Regions from separate parts of the Ovis aries genome. Here region 1 is linked to region 2. Evidence: chromatin contacts called from public Hi-C data. All regions are on one chromosome and are shown on one strand. The core of a region is the stretch at or near the end of the contact, and the rest is flanking DNA. Distances in the headings are between cores, read along the strand shown. Region 1 overlaps FXYD2 (FXYD domain containing ion transport regulator 2). Region 2 overlaps DSCAML1 (DS cell adhesion molecule like 1).

What was found. Hi-C and Micro-C count contacts between places; a contact is called where the count stands out from the background.
Region 1: a Hi-C map of liver shows a contact between it and region 2, with 3 times the contacts expected there. The contact joins two enhancer-like sites. A contact is called at or near these places in 4 of 16 Hi-C or Micro-C datasets (hypothalamus, liver, muscle and 1 more).

Annotation. Positions count from the first base shown.
Region 1 is chr15:28,204,843-28,209,023 of ARS-UI_Ramb_v3.0, reverse strand. It overlaps FXYD2 (FXYD domain containing ion transport regulator 2), which reads left to right. Exons shown (of 6, transcript XM_027979246.2): 4 at 374-410; 5 at 569-599; 6 at 1,215-1,495. The coding sequence ends at 593. LOC114118393 (a long non-coding RNA gene) reads right to left here. Exons shown (of 4, transcript XR_003591759.3): 2 at 4,157-4,181; 3 at 3,508-3,960; 4 at 724-2,947. Among named protein-coding and RNA genes, the nearest start is that of FXYD2, 8.2 kb to the left of the region's middle. Within about 2 kb of position 1,648, at least 1 of the 54 cell types and tissues checked has an H3K27ac peak or open chromatin away from gene starts, as enhancers often do. A contact at or near this core is called in liver, where this site is marked.
Region 2 is chr15:27,838,895-27,842,989 of ARS-UI_Ramb_v3.0, reverse strand. DSCAML1 (DS cell adhesion molecule like 1) reads left to right here. Exons shown (of 33, transcript XM_027979838.2): 21 at 2,480-2,633. Among named protein-coding and RNA genes, the nearest start is that of CEP164, 110 kb to the right of the region's middle. Within about 2 kb of position 2,784, at least 11 of the 54 cell types and tissues checked have an H3K27ac peak or open chromatin away from gene starts, as enhancers often do. A contact at or near this core is called in liver, where this site is marked.

The DNA.
Region 1 (4,181 bases), core at 399-2,898, 370 kb before region 2:
CGGGAAGATCCTCTAGAGAAGGAAATGGCAACCCACTCCAGTACTCTTGCCTGGAGAATTCCACGGACAGAGAAGGCGGGCTACAGTCTGAGGGGTCGCAAAGAGTTGGACACGCCTGAGTGACCAACACAGACACACACACAGTCCACCGTGGAGCCGCCGCCACAATAATCTTTGTTGACTGCCCAGCTGGCTGACTTGGACTTCTGAACGCTTATGGTCCAGCCATATATAAAGAGAGACAGTCAGCTGTGGTCTCTGAGGCGGACACGGAGCAGCGCTGGCAGGAGAGAGGGAAGGAGGGGCTACGGAGCTGAGGCCTCCAGGGTAGAGAGGGTCTCCTTGTCAAACTAACCTCGTTTCTCTCTTTAAGGCAAAAGATTCCGCTGCGGGGCCAAGAAGAAGCACCGGTGAGTGCCGGCCGGGGTGACTGATGGAGGTGGGAGGGGCCGGTGGAGGGTTTGGTCTCTCAGGCTGGTGAGGAGGGTCCCCAGCCTCAGGGCGCCCTGAATCCCGGCCCCCTCCACCCCACTACCGTTTCTTACCTGTCTGCTTTCCTCCATCCCAGGCAAATTCCTGAAGATGGGCTCTGAGGAGAGGTAGGTTTGCGAGGAGCGGGCAATGGCTCTAGATAATAAGGAGAAGCTAAGGACTCGGCCGGGAAAGTTTCAGGGTCTTTCATCCATCAGGCAGGTCTCTGTCACCCTCGTGTGGTTCTTTTCCTTGTTGGTTTTTAAAAATTTTTATTAGAGTATAATTGCTCTACAATATGTTAGTTTCTGTACAGCCGTGAGTATACATATATCCCCCGACCTCTTGAGACTCCCCCCCACGCCCACCCCCATCCCACCCCTCCAGTTCATCTCGGAGCACCGTGCTGAGCTCCCGGTGCTCCGCAGCAGCTTCCTGCTGTCTATCTGCTTTGCACATGGTCCTGTGTAAATGTCAACCCTACTCTCTCAGCCCGTCCCACCTGCTCCATCCAACTTGCGTCCCCGTATCTGTTCTCTGTTCCCACCTTTTAAAAATAATGGCAAAACACACACACACACACACACACACACACACACACACAAACAGAAAAAAAAAAATGTGTGTAGTATGTGTGACCAAGGGAGGCTGCAGAGATGCGCCAGAGGAAGGTAAGGGATGAAATGGAAGCCCCAGCCTCTGCAGCCCTGCTCACAGCCCCCATCCTGCCTTTCTCTTTGCAGAGCCAGCCGTGCCCACCCTTGCACCGGGGCTGCTTGGAAGTCTTCCCTGAGCTGCAGACTTCTGTCCCAGCACTGTCAGGCCCTCGGGCTGAAGGAAGCTTCGGGCTCCACGTGACCCCCCCGGGTGGGCTTCACCTCCTTCCGCCCCATGTTAATAATAAAGCCGGCCTCGGAGACGGCTCCTTCCCTGGCCTCCTCCCTCGCTCCTTCTCTCCTGTAACTGCCACCATCCGCTCCTCCAAGCTGGAGTTAATACAGCCTGGTCTGTGCCTTTTTGCTTATTCGCTCACGTGCCTGTGAAAGTAAGAAGTTCAATGCCATCATCTCCAGGCCTCTCCTCACCCCCCAAATTGCTGAGAGCCTCTGGGACAGAGGACTCAGCCTGCTTTCCAAATGCCAGGCAAAGAGAAAGCTGGCCGAAGGTCACAGGCTCAAAGCCCTTGGGTCGCCCAGGGCCCTGGGTGTGGCTGTAGGATCTCTCCAGTGGGAGTCAAGGCGGCCCTGCCCTGGGCTGCCCGTGTTTTAGTTGTTAGGTGCTCTGCCCACATTTCCCCAAGTGCACCGGCGTGCCAGGATGGGTGGGTCTAGGGATCTTGGGCAGGGGCGTCCTCGGCACATGCTCTCTCCCCATCCCTCACCCCCAACTGTGGTGCCAAGCTCCAGCCATGCCCTTTCCACTCTTGGGGCCAGGGGGCCTCAAGTTTGACCTAATCTTATCCACCTCTTTCAGTGCTGGCTTGGTTAATTTCAGGGCCAGAGGCCAGAGAGTGGACAGTGAGGGTGGGGCCTCTGTAACCTTTTCCCTAGCCCCCATCCATGCTGGTAGGCCTCCACCCTACCTCAACCCGAGATGGTGTCAGGCTAGCCCTTCCACCAGCCCCTGAATTACTGATGCCTGCAGCCCCCAGACAGCACAGTGCACTTTCTGCCCTCTGGAAGGAGCCTGTCTCCCCTTTCCCTCCCTTCCCTTGGTGAGAGGAGAGAGGCGGCTCTGAGGCTGGATGGGACAGTGGGATCATGGCACCACCCAGTGTCCATTTCCTCATCTGAGCTTTTGAGCGTCCAAGGGAAGCGGGGGAGATTGGACCAGGAAACCAAGACAACAGCAAGTCAGCAGAGTTTGAAATGAACATGCAGGGCACTGGAGGCAGTGTAGGCCACACTCGGCTTGAGAATTGAGTTCTTTGTCTTAATCCACTGTCCCCAGGACCACCAGCCCTCACAGAGTCACAGAAGGCTTGGCCACCAAAGGCCTGTAGGGAGCAAAATAGACAATCCTTAATTTTCAGAAAGAGAAACTGAGGTCCTGAGAAAGGCAGCGACTTGTCCAGGTGACACAGCCAGCCGGTATCAGAGACAGAGCAACAACCCAGGTCTCTGGGTCCATTTCAGAGTCCTTCTCATTGACCCCGTGGGTTGGGAGGAGACACTCCAGTGAGACACAGACTGGAAAACTTGGCTCTTGCAACTCAGGGCCAAGGTCTTCGTGACATCCTCCTCTGAATGTGAGCTCACGGATGACAAATAAAACCTGACAGGCCAACCCCCTAAATAGAATTCAGGACTTCCAAGACACTGGAGCTGTCCACAACAGTGGGAGAAATGAACAGGATGGGGCAGGTCCAGCCATGGGGGATTTCAGGGAGGGGGCGCTCCTGAAATTTCTTGGATGTAGCAGCAAGGCAAACAGGAAGAAGGGTATTCCAGGCCTGAGGCTCACCTGAGGAGAAGAGCTGTGGAGAGGAGTCGTGTTTCTAGAAGGTTCTGTACACAGGCCCCAAGCCTGCCAACCCAGCTGCCTTGGAGGGGGCTGGTCCTGGGTGAGTCACTTCAGCCTCTAACCCCCGCTGTAAGCCCTCCATCCCCGTGAACCGTGAGGCTTCCCTGGATCCCAGGCTGTCACCCTGGAGCACCTGGGGTGCTGTGCAAACTACTCAGTGTCCCCTCCAGAACTGTCAAATATTAACCTTGGGGTGGGCCCATGCCAGCTGTTACTTAACCAGCTCCCAGGAGAGCAGCCACTGCTGAAAGCCACGGATCCAGGTAACCTTCAATGTCCTCATGAACACTCTCCCCCTCCCTCTCCATGAACGTCACAAGGACTGGGAGCTACTGAACTTTCACTTCACTTTGGGATTTTCCACAATTCATACACAGATTAAGTCACGAATGAACACCAAGACTGGGACGTGATTGAATGAATTACTTTCAATCACGCAAGAGAGACAAAAACAGCCTTAGTCTGAGGGGATGCAATTCCGTTTGTCACCACCAGAGGGAGGATGTGTCTTACCCCGAATCCTATTCAAACGGCGTTTTCAACTCAGTCTAAGGGCTGAGAGAAGACGGAGACAGAGGATGAGGTGGCTGGATGGCATCACCGACTTGACGGTCGTGAGTTTGAGCGAACTCTGGGAGATGGTGAAGGATAGGGAAGCCTGGCAAGCTGCAGTCTATGGTGTCGCAAAGAGTCGAACACGAAGGAGCGACTGAACAAAGGGCTGGGCGTCCTTTGCCGGAAGAGGCCTCCGGGTCTACCCGGTGCCCTGGTTTCCCAGGAGCGCCCTGGGTTATTTGCATTCTGTGTGCACACCCCTCTGGTGTAATTTGCCCTGCTCTGGGGTCTTGAGCCCTCATTCCTCCTGGAAGGTAGAGACCCTCTGTGGCCTGCACGGACTCCTCGGCTTGGGGTAGTTATGTAGCCTCTAACCACATACTTTGATTTAATCAGTATCATGAGCAGGACCTGCAGAGAGGCAAGCAAGAAAGGGGAGTCCCCAAGAGCCCACCCTGAGCATCCCCACTGGCCCCAACCTGTCCTAGGGGGTGGGTTCCCGGGGCCGATAGGGATGGGGTGGGGCTGGGGGTGCTGAGCTGAAGAGGGGTCCAGGGCAGAGGGGGCTGTTGAGGCTCCCCCAGACCCAGGCCCTCCTCCCACTCACCCCTGCTGGAGAGATTAATGGCCTC
Region 2 (4,095 bases), core at 1,535-4,034:
ATCACAAAAAGTATAAATATTTTTGAGGTTTGCATGCACATTTGCAAACTACTCTTCAGAAAGTTTGTACCAACTTACACTTCCACCAGCATTATGAGTAGCATATATTTTTCCCTTGTGCACATGCTAATCTAAGATATTATATATTTTTCATTTTCTGTCAGTTGGATTCTAAACTAGTTAGGCTGATTATTGTTGTGTGTTATGTGATTTTTGGCTTTTTGCATCTTTGGATCATTGTCAATTCATGTCCTTTCTACATTTTTTATTTGGGTAGACCATGGTTTTCTTCTTATTGATTTGTAAGTGCTCTTTCCATATTAAAGATAATAACCATTTTTGCTCATATAGGTTGCAGGTGTTTGCCAGCTCATTGCTTGCCTTTTTATTCTAGTTTTTATTATACCATAGGTTTTCTTTTCATATAACTCAAATTTATAAATCACTTTAGTTATGACTTTTCTATTTGTGATTTTCTATTTTTTTATTTTTTGATTAGAAAGATGGGTAAATAATTAATCTATCGTTTCTCCTTGCATAGGTTTACCTTTTTTTTTTTTAACCTTTTACCTTTGATTACTGTGATTTTATTTTGGAGTGTAGTTGTATGTTTTTGAAAGTGATTTCAGGAGATTAGGGGGGTGAAAAGGAAGGCACCCAGGACCTGGGTAAGATGCTAATACCTTCAAGGGGAAGCCAAAGCTTTCCTGCCCTGTGTAGACACAAATGTACAGTCAGGTACACACTGACAGACACAAGCAAGTATACTTAACTTTTCTCTACACGTGCACACACCCTTCCACCCTCACAGAAACACATGCCCCCATTTACAGAGGAGAAGACCATGTCCCCACTTACAAAGGACTTGTGCACCCCTTGCCTCAGGTGCCCTCACTGCGACCAGTCAGGGCAGGCAGAGCTGGATTGCTTCCTTAGTTTGCAGGAGAGAAAACTGAGGCCCCAGGAACCGTGAGAGACACTGGGGTCCATATGGTAAGAAAGGCAGGCAGGCGTCAAAGCCACCTTATTGCCCTGCCTCGTGCTCAGATATGACCTGCAGATACCCACACGGTCCCCGAGCGCTGCACCCCGAAAGGACTTCCCAGCTACCAGGGCTCAAGGTGGCTTTCAGGGAGCTCCTGAGCCCAAGGCCAGCTCCCCACAAGAGAGACAGCAGGAGGGGTCTGCCAGTGAGCTCTGTGTGTATGGCGGGGATGCCTGTGCCCTCTCCTGAGCATCTTCTTACAGATGGTCTGGGACCAGAAAGGATGTTTTCTCCTGTTACAAGTCATTGGGCCCCTCAGCCCTCCCATGGGTGGCAAAGAATGTCCCTCTGTGACCCCATGTCTGTCTGGAGATCTGTCCCTCAACATGTGCTTGAATGTGTCTACACGTCCGTGTGCATGAGAGTGTGTGCATGGGGGCATGCGTGTGCAACATCCCCTGACTGCAAAAATAACTAATTATTAGCTCCCTCTGGCCTCGGGGCCCCCCATCTGTTCCAGGGGCTGCTCCCCCTCCCTAGACTTCCGCCCTGATTTCAAAGAGGCCCTGGTGCTGTCCTGCTTTCCCTTCCCCGCGGCTGACCAAAAAATAAAATGAAATGAAAGTCAGCCCCATCCCGCCTGCACCAGGGAAGGGGCTGACAGGAGGTCTGCAAACTAGCGCTTATCAAAAGCTCCTTCTCAAATTCATTTCAATATCTGAGCCTCTGGTTTCCAAGGCAACATAATCTTTTCATCAAAGCAACTGGTAAAACCACTGGGATCCGATATTGTTTTGTTGGCAACTTGTCAAAACTGTCATTTGGTTAAAAAAATTTTTATAGATTTATATAACCTACAAATATATACAGTGATCTATACCACTAATAATCATTAATAAAGTGCTGCCCCATGAAGCTCTCATAGTTCTCTCTCCCTCCCCTTCCTCCCCCAGAATGGAGGGGGGGTGGCGATAACAGGTGGTAGGAATGAAGGAGACATTAGGCAGTAGGGCCGAGAGGTGACTCTGAGTGGGGACAGGCTGGGGGAGCCTGTCTACAACCCTAATAAGGCAAACGCAGTCATTTAGCTTCTTCTCAGAGACTCCCTTTCCTCAGGGTTTTCCTGGGACTGCACGCCCACCCTCCATTCTCCCTTCTCCTGTCTCCCGCCATCTCTCACCCACCGGAAACACTCACATTTCCTGGCCTGAAGCCATCGCAGCCAGCGACTGGATCAGTCCAAGAGGCGAACTGAAACTGACCCAGCAAACTGCCAGAGCCGGCCCATCAGTGCCCAGGGCCGAGCCCAGGGTCAAGTCTAGGGCAAGCTGTTCAGTGTTGCTCCAAAATTAGAAAGGGCCAACTAGGCAGGATCCTGTTTCCACCGCCCATCTCCCTGGCCATCGCCCCCACTGAGCCCAGGGCCCCCAGGAAGGGTGGAGGTGGAGACCCAGGGGCCTTGGCTCTTAGTATGTGTTCGCCTCTGCCCTGCAGGCGCCCAGCGAGTATGAGACGAGTCCGGAGCAGCTCTTCTACCGGATTGCCCACCTAAACCGCGGGCAGCAGTACCTGCTGTGGGTGGCCGCCGTCACCTCCGCCGGCCGGGGCAACAGCAGCGAGAAGGTGACCATCGAGCCTGCTGGCAAGGGTGAGCAGCCTGGGGCGGGGGTTGAGGGCAGAAACAGCCAGAAGGCCCCTTCTAGAATGATGGTTCTCCCCAACACGAGTAGTCTCCCTCCACCCTGTCTGTGGCCTGGCTGTAAGGAGCTGGCTGGCCGCTTGCCTCCCTCCTGCACCCATCAAGACTGGGCCTCTGCTGCCCCCTGACTCCCAGAAAGGCTCACAACAGCCTCGAGGCCACGCCACTAGTCAGGGCGCCCAGCAGAATGTACCCTGGTCCCCCACTCCAGACTCTTCTCTGGGGGTGAAAGAAAGGGGTGTTAGCCCTACCCCCAGCTCAGCTCCTCCAGAGGGGACGGAGGTGGGGTATGCTGCTTCCATGGAGCAGAGGGCTGCAAAGACAGCTCCCTTGTTCCAAACCCTGGTCATCTCAGGCTGACATGAGCCCACTGATCACAGATGTTACAGAGGGCATGCCTCGAAGGAGGCTGTGGGCTGGTTGGGGTGCATGGGGTGAATAAGAACATGATTGCTCTCAAGCGTGCCCCACTGAACCCCTGACCTGGGCATAAGTGTGGCATGGGGGCATGTGTACCCCTACTCTACAGGCAATGATAGTTCTGAGGCCTTAACCCAAGACCAAGACAGAGGCCACCTCACAGAGCTGCCAGGCTCCCCCATGCCAACCCTGGGGCACTGGATTTAGCCACACAAGCCTAAGACTTCCAGCTTCTACCTTGACTCTGGGCCTCCCTGGGCCCTCCCTCCTGGCCCTGCCTCCTCCCACAGCCACCTGTGTCTATAACCCTGAGGCCCCAAGCCTAGGACTCAGACGGCTGGTGCCTGCCTCAGCCCAGCCCAACTCCTGGGGTAACCGGCTTCCTCTGGATGAGATAACAAGAGGCGTCAGCCCTCCCCGCCTCAAACTCAGAGTCAGCGGGCACTGAACAGAGGGCCTGCAGCTGCCCTGACATGAGGGTTGTCATCCCATTTTCCAGGAGACACTCTGAGGCGGAGTGGCACAGCCCTCGAACACAGCAGAGTGGTGGGCCAGCCCTTCTGGCTCCAATCTGGGGGCTCTTTCTACAAAGTCTCAAGTTTCCTCCCTCCCCTGATCCCTCCTCCCAGCGGTGCAGCCAATCCCTTCTCCTGAACTTATCTCCTTCCAGGAGGGAAAGGACCTGGGACCCCCACCCCACCCCCGCCACAGACACACACACAGACACAGACACAAGACACACACACACCCCACTGAGAGGTCCCAGGACCAACCCCAGCCACAGGGCAGAACTGGCTCTAGAACAGTGTCTCTAGAGCATCATCAAACATCCTTGGCAGGCAGCTGGGGTTCCTCTAAAACTCCACTTTGAACCTGTCACTACTTCCTTGTGAGCCTCCTCGTGACCTTAGGAGGAAGCCCAGCCTCCTCGAGGTGCCAACAGAGCCCCAGAAGCTTCTCCTCCCGCTCACTGCTCCGACCCCTACTCTGC